Linked DNA regions of Mus musculus: all the other regions are linked to region 3. The links are chromatin contacts, called in public HiChIP or PLAC-seq maps. All regions are on one chromosome and are shown on one strand. The core of a region is the stretch at or near the end of the contact, and the rest is flanking DNA. Distances in the headings are between cores, read along the strand shown.

The links. HiChIP or PLAC-seq counts read pairs in DNA pulled down with a chosen protein or histone mark.
Region 1: a contact with region 3 is called in an HNF4G HiChIP or PLAC-seq map of pancreatic cancer cells. The contact joins two enhancer-like sites. A contact is called at or near these places in 1 of 115 datasets of contacts at active chromatin or transcription factors (pancreatic cancer cells) and 1 of 9 other capture datasets (embryonic stem cells).
Region 2: a contact with region 3 is called in a FOXA1 HiChIP or PLAC-seq map of pancreatic cancer cells. The contact joins two enhancer-like sites. A contact is called at or near these places in 2 of 115 datasets of contacts at active chromatin or transcription factors (bone marrow-derived macrophages and pancreatic cancer cells).

The regions. Positions count from the first base shown.
Region 1 is chr3:51,090,087-51,094,345 of GRCm38.p6, reverse strand. No RefSeq gene overlaps it. Among named protein-coding and RNA genes, the nearest start is that of Gm29230, 2.9 kb to the right of the region's middle. Within about 2 kb of position 1,810, at least 49 of the 459 cell types and tissues checked have an H3K27ac peak or open chromatin away from gene starts, as enhancers often do. A contact at or near this core is called in pancreatic cancer cells, where this site is marked.
Region 2 is chr3:51,200,199-51,204,154 of GRCm38.p6, reverse strand. No RefSeq gene overlaps it. Among named protein-coding and RNA genes, the nearest start is that of Gm40044, 18 kb to the left of the region's middle. Within about 2 kb of position 2,299, at least 45 of the 459 cell types and tissues checked have an H3K27ac peak or open chromatin away from gene starts, as enhancers often do. A contact at or near this core is called in pancreatic cancer cells, where this site is marked.
Region 3 is chr3:50,386,727-50,391,193 of GRCm38.p6, reverse strand. The region is part of intron 6 of Slc7a11 (solute carrier family 7 (cationic amino acid transporter, y+ system), member 11); the gene reads left to right. Among named protein-coding and RNA genes, the nearest start is that of Slc7a11, 55 kb to the left of the region's middle. Within about 2 kb of position 2,698, at least 19 of the 459 cell types and tissues checked have an H3K27ac peak or open chromatin away from gene starts, as enhancers often do. A contact at or near this core is called in pancreatic cancer cells, where this site is marked.

The DNA of each region.
Region 1 (4,259 bases), core at 561-3,060, 700 kb before region 3:
CTTCAGTGTTCAGTGTGGGGTTCAATATGAATATAAAGCATGATACCACTCTACACAGTATCTACGAACTAATAGGCAGATAGGAATAGAACCTGAATATACTGCCTTGTGGAATAAACTTAGGTTTGGCTTTGTGTCTCTTATTAGTTAGTCTTTATGGGTCTAAGAGTCTTTCTCAAAAGTAGGATTAGACTAGATTTCGGGCTACTAACTTTCTCCTGTAGATGGCCATATAATATATATTCTAGCCTTTGTAATTAATATAATCTTTGTCACAACTATTCAATTTTGCTGCTGTACAGAGTCAGAAAAATAACATAACAGAAAGGCACAGCCACATTCAAATAAAACTTTATTGACAAAGACATTTGTAATAAAACTTGAGTAGGTAAGGTGTGACCCATTATCAGCCCCTGGGACAGATGATTTGGGTAGATACCTTGGTTCAGAAAATGCTATAATTTCTCCACATGCCATCTGGATCTTACTGTGGGCGAGTGAGAAGCCATTTCTCTCACTTTCTCTCAGGGTGAGTATTGTTTTTAAGCCACCACTTGGCAGTAGATGTACTCCTGGAGAGGCAATAGAGGGACTTCATCAACATTCTGATTGAAATTGTAATGGGAGCCATGAAAGAAGGTGAGGAATGGGATGGTCTCATTAATCAGAGATGGGCATCACTGTTGCAGTTAGAAGTCTGGCCATTAGCTCAGCAGGACAAGGACGCATCCATGGGGTAGTCTGGAGACATGGATGTCCCAGGAGCATAATGCAAACATAAAAATTTCTTTTTAGAAAGTGTTTATATAACTCCTTATGCAAGCCTTAGGATCCAAGATAATGAAACATAATTCTAATGTTCATGACACGCCTAATATAGTATGATAATTCTACCCAATATAATTCTGATAATACAACAAAAATCTAAACATAATAGGTTACGGTAGGACGTTTTGCCCATGTGGGACCTGTGCCTTGATGGTGTTTTTGCCCTCCATTGACCTCAGTGATGCTGTCTTCAACAGCAGCCTGTTGGTCTCGTTCTCCACCCTCCAAAAGTCCCCCCTCTCCTTTCATGCCTTATTTTATAGATTTGATTTTAATCTCTTTCTATCTAAAATGTACCTACCCAATCTCCATCTGAATACACTCATTTATTATTTCCATATATTTGAATAACTCTCCTACGACTTTGAATGAATGCACAATGTTAGTTCTGTTCCTGCTGAAAGGGACACAGAGAGCTTGTTCAACTGACTTGAGGGATAGTTGAAGGGCTTAGAGTCTAGACAATCCAAGCAGAGAGTGGACATCAGGTGGCAGGTCTGAGCAGGTCTATCAAATAAGGGGCTCATGGGGGCGGGTTTCTGTTGGTACTGCAAGATTCAACTTCTTGTTTGACTAAGCTGTGACTAGGAAAAGCAAACATCTTCCCCAGCAGTCCTGGTGTAGTGTCACTGGTTGTGCCTGGGTTGGCATGGCAGCTTGAACGCTGATGTGGGGCTCTTGGGTGGGGCTGAGATTCTGCAGATGGTAAGGAGTAGGGCCGAGGCTACCCGTGGGATGCTGGGCTGTGTCCACTTGCGTTTGGGTTGCTTCACTGCCAAGTTTTTGTTTGTTTTTGAGATAAGGTTTCCTTAGCCCAAATTCAAACTCATATGCTGCTGAGGACTGTCTTGAACTCCTGACCCCTCCGGTCTCTGTCCTCCACATGCTGGGATTACAGGCATGAGTCACCAAGCCCTGCACAGTCCAGCTTCATCTTTCGGCTGACATTTCCCTGGTAGTCAGATGGTACTGCAAGATTCAACTTCTTGTTTGACTAAGATGTGACTAGGAAAAGCAAACATCTTCCCCAGCAGCCCTGGTGTAGTGTCACTGGCTGTGCCTGGGTTGGCATGGCAGCTTGAACGCTGATGTGGGGCTCTTGGGTAGGGCTGAGATTCTGTGGGTGGTGAGTAGTAGGGCCGAGGCTACCTGTGGGATGCTGGGCTGTGTCCATCAGCAAGAGGCGGATGGTTGTGGGTTAACCAACAGCAGATGTCCAGTACAATGGCACTTTGTGATTTTCAAAAACGCTTTTATGGAAGTGACTCATTTGATTTGATAATTTTATGAGATATGTTTGTCAGCTGTTGTTATTTCCATTTTCAGATGAGGACACAAAGCATGAATCACTCCACTCATTTAAATTCGTGCACTGACAGCAGAGATTGTTTTAACTCTTTTCTCTGAATGGTGTTGACATCTGACCACAATACAGGAAAATATTACCTCAACCTTGGACTAGATCTCTATCAATGCCTCTTAAAGTTGAATTGATATGTTGATTAGTCACAACACACTGGCTTGTACTAGTTTTACAACTAATTAAGACCCTTCTGATCTTTCATGACTTCTAATAAAACATAATATATCTAATTTTGCCCACTTAAATCAAGAAGATGCTTATCTTTGTACTATCTCATATTAAACTCCTTTCATTGCCCTGAACAGGTAAGAAGGCTGGAGTAATCTGGAATTCAGAGCATGAAGTATCTCTTCCAGATTTATGCTTTCTTCAAGCTTAAGAGTCAGGACCTATTTTGTCTCCTAAGTAATTGCTAAGACGATTGAGCAATAAGGTATATGTAATGCTGATTAATGGCCAAGTTCAGTCTGGAATGATGCCCCCAGAGCTAAATCAGAGGGCCATCTCTGCTTACTCAACAGTTTGTCAGCTGTACGGACGGAGGCCAGACTGACCTACTCATGGGGTCATTTCACAGATGGACCATCTTTTCTCCTCCAGCCTCTTTCCTTGTGTTCTTATATAAGCAAAGTTTTCACTGAGAATATCGCCTTTAGAAATGACACCATTGGCCTGAAGTCAAAGGTAGCTATGCCTTTGTGAAATTCCCTCATCATTTGTTCTGGATCAAATCAGGAAAATTGTGGCTACTCAGTTAGTGTTAAATTCCTGTCAAGACACCAGGAAGACACTTAAAACAGGCCTGACAGTCCATGAAAATCTGCTATTAAACAAATTCTACAGCACACATTTTCTTAAGGACTTGATTTTCCTTTTTTTTTTAGATTAGAAAAAGTTAAAATTTGTAACTCAGATGTAAATAGTAAAAGGATCTGGGAATAGGCAAAAAATTGTACTCTGGACCAGTCCAGAGTACAAAATTTGTCCAAATATAAAATTTGTATTTTTTACAGTTATTTGTATGTATGTGTATATGTGTTGTGTGTATGCATGCATGTGTGTGTGTATGCATGTGAATATGTGTCTGTGTGTGCATGCTTGTGGAGGTCACTTGTGGAGGTCAAAGGACAGCTTGTGAGAGTCTCTTCTCCCCTTCCACCACAATACTGGTGATCAATCTGGACTTGTCAGGTCTGGCAGCATGTGCCTTAATGCCCTGACTCATTGTACCTGACTTCTAGTCTAGAGACACTCAGGCAGCAGAATGGTGGCAGATATGTGCATCTTCTGCAGGGAGGCTGTTAAGCCAACATAGGCCCATCACAGCATCACAGAGCTTTGATCTGTGCTCAGTTCAAATAGTCCCCCAACCCCTTTACAGGGACTCTGTGAAGTCCTAGCTGCTCAGGAACTCACTCTGTAGACTAAACAGTCTGGCCTTGAACTCAGAAATCTACCTGCCGCTGCCTTCTGAGGGCAAATAGGTTGTAGAGAAAGAGGAAACACGTATGTTAGTGGGAGTGGTGGTGGGAAATGTGTGTGTTCTTATGGGTGTATGTGCAGACATATGGAGGGCAGCAGTCAGTGTTGGCTGTTTTCACCAATTACTTTCCACCCTTTGTCTGGAGAAAGGGTCTCTCATGAAACCTCGAGCTCACAGGCTCAGCTAGGCTGGCTAGGGATCTGCTTGTCTCTGCTGGGGTTACAGATATATGTTCCCACTCGGGTTTTTATATGTGTGCTGGAGATCCCACACAGGTCCTCCTGGGCCATCCTTCTAGCTACTATGTTAAAAACTCAGGATCACCTGTTATCACAGTTTCAATGTGATTGAGAACTGTAGAATTGAACTTCTCAGAGATGGGGAGATTGCTCAGTGGGGGACGTTTCTGCACATAAGGGCGAGGGCCAGGATTTGGATACCCCATACCATTTTTGTTGCATGAGTGTGTAACCCTAGAACTTGGGTGTCGTGGGGTGTCAGAGACAGGCTGATTCCCAGAGCTTGCCACCCATCATTCTAGTCAGTTGGTGAAGGGCAGGCCCCAAGACAGATTCTGTTTCAAAA
Region 2 (3,956 bases), core at 1,050-3,549, 810 kb before region 3:
GTATTTCAAAACAGCTCCTACGTCATTAGTAAGCGTGCAAAGGTGGCTTACATGACCTTCTGGACTTACATGGCACTGACTTGTGGTGGCAGGTTCTCACCATTACATAATGCTGTCTCTGCCAGGAGCTCTCCCTAAGGATGACTATGCTGCATAAAACGGCAAGACCCCAGTGAGTGATTGCTCCACAATAGGGAAATTCGTTCACAAATTTCCTCCATATAAAATAAAAAAATGTATTCTCGCATTCACTGCTGGGAGCCCTCCTGCTTGCAGTAGTTTAGGGAAAGTGATTGGGTGAAAGCTTCCAGAGAGCACAGTAGGTGTGATGGGCTAGCTGGGGGACGGTGACTTTATAGTACAGACCCACCAGCATGCACACCTACCCATCCGGCAGCATGTGCGCAGTGCACGTGGTCCTCACTGCAACATGTTTGCAGGGACAGGAGCCTGAACAAGGCTGCGCCCGATGAGACCTCAGCATCACTGTGCTGCTGAAGGGGACAAGGCTGTGCCTGGATCCCTGACATATGGGCTCCTGGTTTAACAGCAAGCCACCTCAAGAGCAACACTGTATGTAATCCAATATACACAATAAAATATGTGGAAAAGGACTGGTGAGACAGCTCAGCTTGGAGCTTGATGACCCGAGTTCTCAGAGCCACAGAAAGGGAGGAGAGAACTGACTTCTATAAGTTGTTCTCCGATTGCCATGCTCGCTCTATGGCCCTCTCATATTCAAATACACAAGCACTATATATACAAATCTATGTACACACACACACATTACAGCATTCAAAACACTTCTGCATGTACATGTGCACAGAACCACTGTGAGCTGTTAACTATGTCCCCTTCTGATACAAGAGTGAGGAGTCCCACTTCTATAAGGTCCGAGGAGGCATGAAAGGGAGTTTTATGTTTATATTCTAGATGCCCCTACATGGTTAGACTGCTTCCCCCCACCCGCCTTGTGCTCTTCTCTCCTCCCCTCTCTTCCCCTTCCTTTTCCTCCCTTCCACTCCCTCCCTAAGTTTGGACTGAAACCACAGGGCTGACATTCCTGGGTCTCCACCTTGGAGGCAGCACATTGTGGGCATATTACTCTCCACAGCTGGAGAGCTGACGCCTCTTGGTAAATCTCGCCAGAGATCCCCCTGTGTCTCCTCCTATTGGTTGGCTCTTCTGGAGAGCCCTAAGATTTTTCCTTCTCTTCAGAATTTTCCATCCGGGGCTGGAAGAAGGATAGAGGTCAGAAAAATCCAAGTGGTGCAACGGAGACCCAGAAGCACAAGGTCAGAGGCCAGCTGCCCAGTGGACTCATGTACCCTTAGATTGCTAGTACTCAGAGCGGCCCTATATCAACCTCCGCCAAGATCCAGGCAGCTGGCCAAGAGGCAAGGGCAACCTAGGACAGGGCAAAGGGGCAGGCAGCACCTGCCTAAAGGCAGGGCCTACTTGGTCATCTAGATGGTCAAATTATAGGGCTCAGAATAAGGAGGTGCCGTGAAGCCTATCCCTGAACATATGATGCCCAATACCAAAGAACTACAGAGCTGGGATGTAATTTATTATCCCTGTAGCTTTGATAAAGAGCTCACTGAAAGGCCGAAAGCTACCGCAGCGTGGGAGGGAGGATGCCAGAGGGTGGTTGGTCTGAGGACCAGAGCTGAGCAGATTGAGGATTAAACAGAAGTCTTGAAGCTCATATGGGGAAGGGAGATGGAGCCATGATCTATAGATACAAGATGCCCCCCAACTTCTGCTGAGCATACTGGGAGCCAGACAGTAAATGCTAACTTGACTGGGTTTCAAGTGAAGCTTCCTGTCACCGTGGATGCTTGCTTGTACAAGGCCCTAGGTTCAGCTTCCAACACCTTCCCCAGGGAAACATAGCGAGAGCAAAACTGAATTTCCCCTCAAGCGTTAGCCCAAAGCCACCATAGGCAGCCTGCTGTGGACGAGACTGTCACTCTCGAAACTGAGCCAGGTCTGAGTCAGCACAGTTAGTTTACCTTGAACCTTCTCCAAGGTAAAGATGGAACATTTCATGGGTTTCGTACACGGTAATGAAATGCCACGTCTGTGTCCATCCCCAGAAACACTCTTTTTAAAGAGTATTTTCTTTTTAAAACGGCATTTCTCTCCCTCTCTTCTTCCTTTGTTCCCTCCCCTCTCTCCCTCCAACCTTCCCGCCCTTCTCCATAGCTGAGGATGACCCCGTAGCTGAGGCGCTCTGATCCCCAGCTTCTGTCTCCTGAGAGCTGGGACGTCACGTGTTCACCACCACACCTGGCTTATTCAATGCTTGGAGTGGAACATAGGGCTCCGTGCATGCTAGGTGAGCGATCTACCGAGCCCCGTCTCAGTCTTAAAATAGCATGTTCAGTGATTTCTCCAGAATATTGTTGGTTAGCCAGAGCGAGAGGTTTCAGAACCTAGGGATGGGCTCACCCATCTGATAGAGCAGACCATGAGGCTGGCGAGTCCCCAGCCAGTCTGTGCTCTTGTACCACAATAGGTACAGCCTTGGCTTCTTCAGATGGGGTAGCTATGCTCGGCTTCTAATGTCAAACTCCTTGTTACTACGTTCGCGTTTGTCTGTAGGTTACAAGCTCCCAGTCAGGCAGACAGGCCCCTGTCTTGTGAACCTCAGAGTATTTTGTTCTATAACGCTGCAACATGAATCTCTCTCCTAACTCAAGCTTCATAACACCCCTCTCTGGGCGTTTCTGCTCCCCTGACACCCTATTTCTCAGACATCTAAGGATTCTGGGAGTGAGCTAGTCCACCTAGCAGAATCTATTTCTGATCACACAGGGGCTGCCGGAGCTGGTGAAATGTTGCTCAGACACGATTGAAATACAAGTCTCACTCCCTGCCTTGTCAGATGTACAAGTCAATCGTTCCCTCTTGCTCGACTACGCATTGATGGCATTTTCTATCGACCAGAGCTCAGTCCAGCCCGGAGCCTTTAGTACTATACATGACTTTGGCCTTTCTGTATTGGCTGCTGGAGGAGGAGGTGCTCTGGGCCCTGCAGATACAAGGGTCAGGTTATTCACAGCTCTCTTACCTCAGCACTGGCTGTATTGAGAAGTTTTGTTTGCTTTGTTTCCAACCAGATCACCTTAGCTGTTGCCAGAAGGTGTGGATTCCTTCTCATTTTTATGATTGCTGTAGCTTGGTGTGGTCTCATAAACGATAAACTAATGCCACTCTGTAGGTAGTTCTAATTTTACACGTTTGTCAAGCTCTGAGTCATCGGTTCTGTGATTCTGAGCTCCCTTCTTTAAAACAAAACAAAACCCTTGGCTCTTTTGGGAGCCGAGGATGTAGCTCAGTGGTTAGAGCTCCTAGCATGCATGACAACTTGGGTTTGAATCCCGGCACTTGGCAGTCAGAAGCAGAACTTCAAGGTCACTGCCCCCCCCCCCCCACATATATATGGAGTCCTGCATTAGCACTTGAGACTCTGTCTAAAAAAAAAAAAGCAAAATTCTGTTTTCTTCCCGGGGGACAGAGTTTGGGTTGAATTCCCTTCCTTAGAGAGAGGCAGGAGGGAGGGTGGACTGACATTTGCTCCCTTTTGTGTGGGATTGTGGGTGACATGAGGGCACCCTCCCTGCTTTCTCGGTGACCAAACCTGTTTTCCAGGACAGAGCAGCCAGCTTTGGCACACTAGCCGTTTCCAGGGCAGCACAAGAGAAGCTGAGTTAGCTTAGGATGGAAATTCCATTGCTTGTATGGAATTCAGACATTACTGGGTGGGAAATCAGCTAGCTTCAGAAATGAGCACACAAATAGTCATTAGAAAGTGGATAAGGGAATGGGGCCGACATAGGGAGTCTAAGTAACATACACGAGGGCTAGAAGAGGTGACTCAGGGGTTAAGAGGGTGTACTGCCCTTGGAGGGGACCCCAGTTTAATTCCCAGCACCCATGGTCAGCAAGGA
Region 3 (4,467 bases), core at 1,449-3,948:
TTCTCCTGAGCCTCTTGTGGCCTTCCAGTCTTAATCCTTGCCTGTTAATGCCTCAGGTCTCCTTCCAGGTCTCTGTCTTTTCTTTCTGTTTATGGACTTCTTCTGTGGATGCAGAGAACGAACAGTGAGGCTCAGATGAGATAATGACTGGCTTTGGAGTGTCTCAGCACAACTACATCCAGTGTCCCCACGCTCCACAAGCAGTCGGGGACACATAGGCTAGAACTCCTTGGCATCTTTGTCTGTTCTTTTGTCACAATGTGCTTCTTGTGTCGGTGTGTTCAACTGTGACCCAGAATGGTCATTAGGCGTGAACATGAATCCTTTAAGGACGTTAAGCAGGCTCATCTGGTATTTTCTTCCTGATAAGTTTTTTTTCCTTTTAACTGTCAAATTGCATCTTCTCAGTAGTTTGCTACATCTACCCAAACGTGTTTCTTTTTTATCTTTTAAAAGCCCATTCCCGTGCTTAATGGATAACTAGAGATGTAGCCATACTACACTAAATATTAACGAGGTAAAAATCACTGAAAACAAAAAGTAGGAGATGCATATGAACTCAAACATTGGGAAATTGTCAATGACAGTTATAATTGCCCCCCCCCCTTGCTAAGAGTGTGAGGAAGTACGTAGACATATTAGGCAGTCCAACATTGAGGGGTTGCTTAAGATATTGCTATGACTAAGACTCAGAACATGTGAGTAAGATGTGCACATAAAGCTTTTTAAACTCATTAACATTTGATCTATAATACACAACTAAAGTCTGAAGAATTTAAAAAATTAATAGCAGTGATAATAAAATATATGACAACTCTACAAAAAGTAAGTTGGTGAGTCTAAATGAGAGAGGTAATAATGTTTGAATTATTTCTTGGTTAAATCTGTGAAAAAAAAATCATATAAATCTTTGAAAGTCCCTGCAGGGTCAGTATACAGAAAATCTGAAACAAGTATGTCTCTAAAATAAATAGTTAGAATTGGAAGGTATTTAATATGATTATAAATACTTTATATTGCAATAAAGCATTGCCGCATTTAACTACATAAGAGCCAAGTCTCCCATTTCCCACTTTTTCATCAGACTTTTAAACATCCTTGAGAAACACGAGTTATTTATTTCACATAAAAGCATTGCTATTTTTTTGCTCTTTTTGATCATTCATGATTTTTTAAAAATTTCTTTTGGTGAATGCCAAATTTATGTATTGAAATATTAAATAGAGAGTTGAAACATGAACCACGTAGAAGGTTCCAGAGCATGGGAGAGTAGGTGGGTGGATTTTTTGTTTTTGTTTTTTATGTTTGTTTGTTTTTTAAATGACTGAATTGTTTGCCATCATGTCCAGCTATACAACTCAAACAGAAGAGCGCATCCCTCGAGGACACTGAGTTCTAGGTCCTTGTAGCAGAGATAGCAGACTTGATTCATAACAGTCTTGGAAGACTTTGTTCATGTTATGAAACAACCTTGGACCATCCTAAATTCAAGTGATCAGGGCACTACTCTGGTTATCTGAGAATCAAAACTTCCTTAACTTTGATGTTTCTTTGACCTGCTAAAGCGTCAAGCGAGGTTTACTCACTCTGATTTTACAGCAATAGCTCCTGGTTAAATTGAACTCCTGGAAACTCTCCCTGGAGCTTAAGCACAACATACTTAAGAGCTTCTCCACGTGTGGTGGGTGACAGTCGGTTCGAAGTCACAGACACAGGCATGTGATGTAACAGTTATATAAAACATATGTATCTATGGACCTTGAAGTTGACATAAAATTTATCACTAAGCACCAGATATCATTGGCACAAATGTTGCTCTGGGAGTTCGAAGCACCAAGAGGGCTGGGTTTGGCTTCCAGCTCTCCACGCACTGCTTCTGTGACCTTGTTCCATGTCACTGAACTCTGTGAGCCTTGGCTTCTCTGCCCAGAAGAATATAGAAGTTAACTCTTACAGTTGTGAATTTTATTTATTTTTATGTATCATTCCACATAGATCTGAAATGCCACACTTCCACTTCAATATCAATGGTCTTTGTTGGGCGGGGGCGGGTGGGGGGGACTGGAGGCTATACAGATTTCTAAAAGAGGAAATCTCTACCCATCACCTTTGAAAAGTGAGCCATCACCCATAACAACCAGAAATGGAAAGGAGCTCCCAAGCAGTCATTTCAGAGTTCCAGGTCAGTAGCCTCAAAGAATGAAACATTCTCCTGGGTGTGTGGGCCTGGCTAGAGATGCCAATTTAAATTAAGCAGTGGGGAGACTAAGATGATTTTGACGACAATTTTCAACTAATAAAAATATCAGGTACACATACTTATTGCCCGTTGATCGGAAAAAAGCAGACGAGATGGTGGAAGGCTCTTGAGGATGAAGGAACTCTTCTCAGTAGACTTGTGTTTTGTTCATCATTGACATGTTCGAATACCCGAGAGAGCGGAGGGCTTACGGATGCGCGCTGTTCAAACTTACCACAACGCTGAAGCTGCTGTTTAGGACTGATGGCCAACTCTCAGTAATTTAGAAGCTTTGATATACCCACGGCCTCTCCTCTCTTTCCTCTAATCAATTTCGTTTCCTGTGCTGCTGGCCTTCCTCTTGGGTTTCTAACCACGCTTATCTGCCCTCTGCATCTAAAGCCTCCAGGAAGATCGCTCTGATGTGGCCTAATAGCTTTTATCGGCTCACCCGGAGGTTCTTGTGCTTTGATACTTGTAACCAGGACTTAACCACACGGTGCCCAGCCCCGATCAGGTCAGCTGCTCGCCTTTGTGAAGGATGTTATTTATGCCAAGGCAACCACAAAAATCTGCCCCACCCCCACCCCTTCCCACAAAGTGGAAAGGAACCTGAGGACAGTCAGCAATGCTAGTGACTCTGGAGCCACAGTGTCTCCAGTTCCTGTGGCTTTGTTTGAACTAATTAGAGAGAATCACGGTATAGTGTGCTCCGGATCACAACCTTTCTCTTTTTGTACTCTTATTTCAGGTGCTGCGATTACCCCCCCCCCCCCCAGAGAGCTATCAAAGCACTTTTCTTAATAACTCATTACAACTTATTTGACAAGCACACTGATGCTTCTCCCTTTTATATACAGACACATCTGGAGAAATTCATCAAGTGAACATTTTCCTTTTAAACAACAACAACAACAACAATAATAATAAATGATGAGACCATTCTCCTGGCATTACCAATTGGGCTCTACAGAAACGTGCTAAAAAAAATAAAATCTCTGAATTTTTTTCCCTCCATTTCCAGCAAACCTGTGAGAAATGTACTCTTGATAAAACCTTTTCAGCTAGCTTACTTAATATTCTACGGTTTAATTTTCACAAACATTAGTAGAGCTCAGGAAGCCGTATATGCTTCAGGATTAAAATGCCTTGATTTCAAGTTAGGTCATGCACACATCCAAATCCCGCTTCTACTTTCCAGCATGGGTATCCTTGGACAGGTGCTTAAACCCCAAAGACTTCATTCCTTCATAAATAAAACAGCGCTTATATTTCCAGCTCACAGGATTTTCCAAGGATAAAGTGAGGCAGATATGTAAAATGCTTAACAGAACATTGTGTGTGTGTGTGTGGGGGGGGGGGGGGGCGGGGCGGTGGTGGTGGGCGGAGCAGCCCAATGGCTGGACCAGCTGTTGCTTTGTTTGGTAGTGGCACAGTGAGAAAGCAGGGCTAACCTAGAAGGCTACGTTGGCTAAGCCTGCCCTCTGCTAAGATACTGAAAGCCCCATTGAGGCCCACTCAACCCAAGAAAGGCATGGAGGCTGGCTTCAAGGGCTAGGGGGAGGAGGCTCAGTTCTATGCTGGAGGACCATACTCTCAAGTTTCACATGCATTTCTCTGTTATTTTTTTCAGAATTATATAGTGTGATCTTACTTTTATTATTATTTTTTTTTCTTGCTCAAGTTAGTCATCACACTGTGCTGAGCAAGGCCAATTCAGCTTTTATTAATAGAACCTTGACATACCTTAGTCAACCGTGTGCTTGAAAGAAATGGAGGGTCTGTTTTACCCTTTCTCTGTGTATCCATCTTTCTTTACAGAAAGTGCGTACTCTCCAGGTGGGGCTACTATGCAGGCGGAAAGATCCCAAGTTCAAAATAATTCAGTGAACTGGCTAAGAATGGGCAAGCCTCAGTCTTCCTTCTTACCCCTCTGCTTTGTCATGCGTCCCAGAGACATAGAATTCATCTTTAATTGTTCCACTGCCTTGTATTTCATTGTCTTGGTGACTTTTTTTTTCTTTTGATTTAAATTTAGCACATATCAATTACGGCTAGCAAGGTCTGTTCTAGTGCTCACAGGGAAATTCCACAGGACCCTCTTCACACTGGGGATAGAGAACATCTGCTGCTTTCATGTTCTGATGCCAGGATTTAGAGGTCAAGGCTGAAGGCTTTGGGGATCAGGGCAAGTGTCAGGCTGCAAGCAGCATAATGAATGGCAGTTG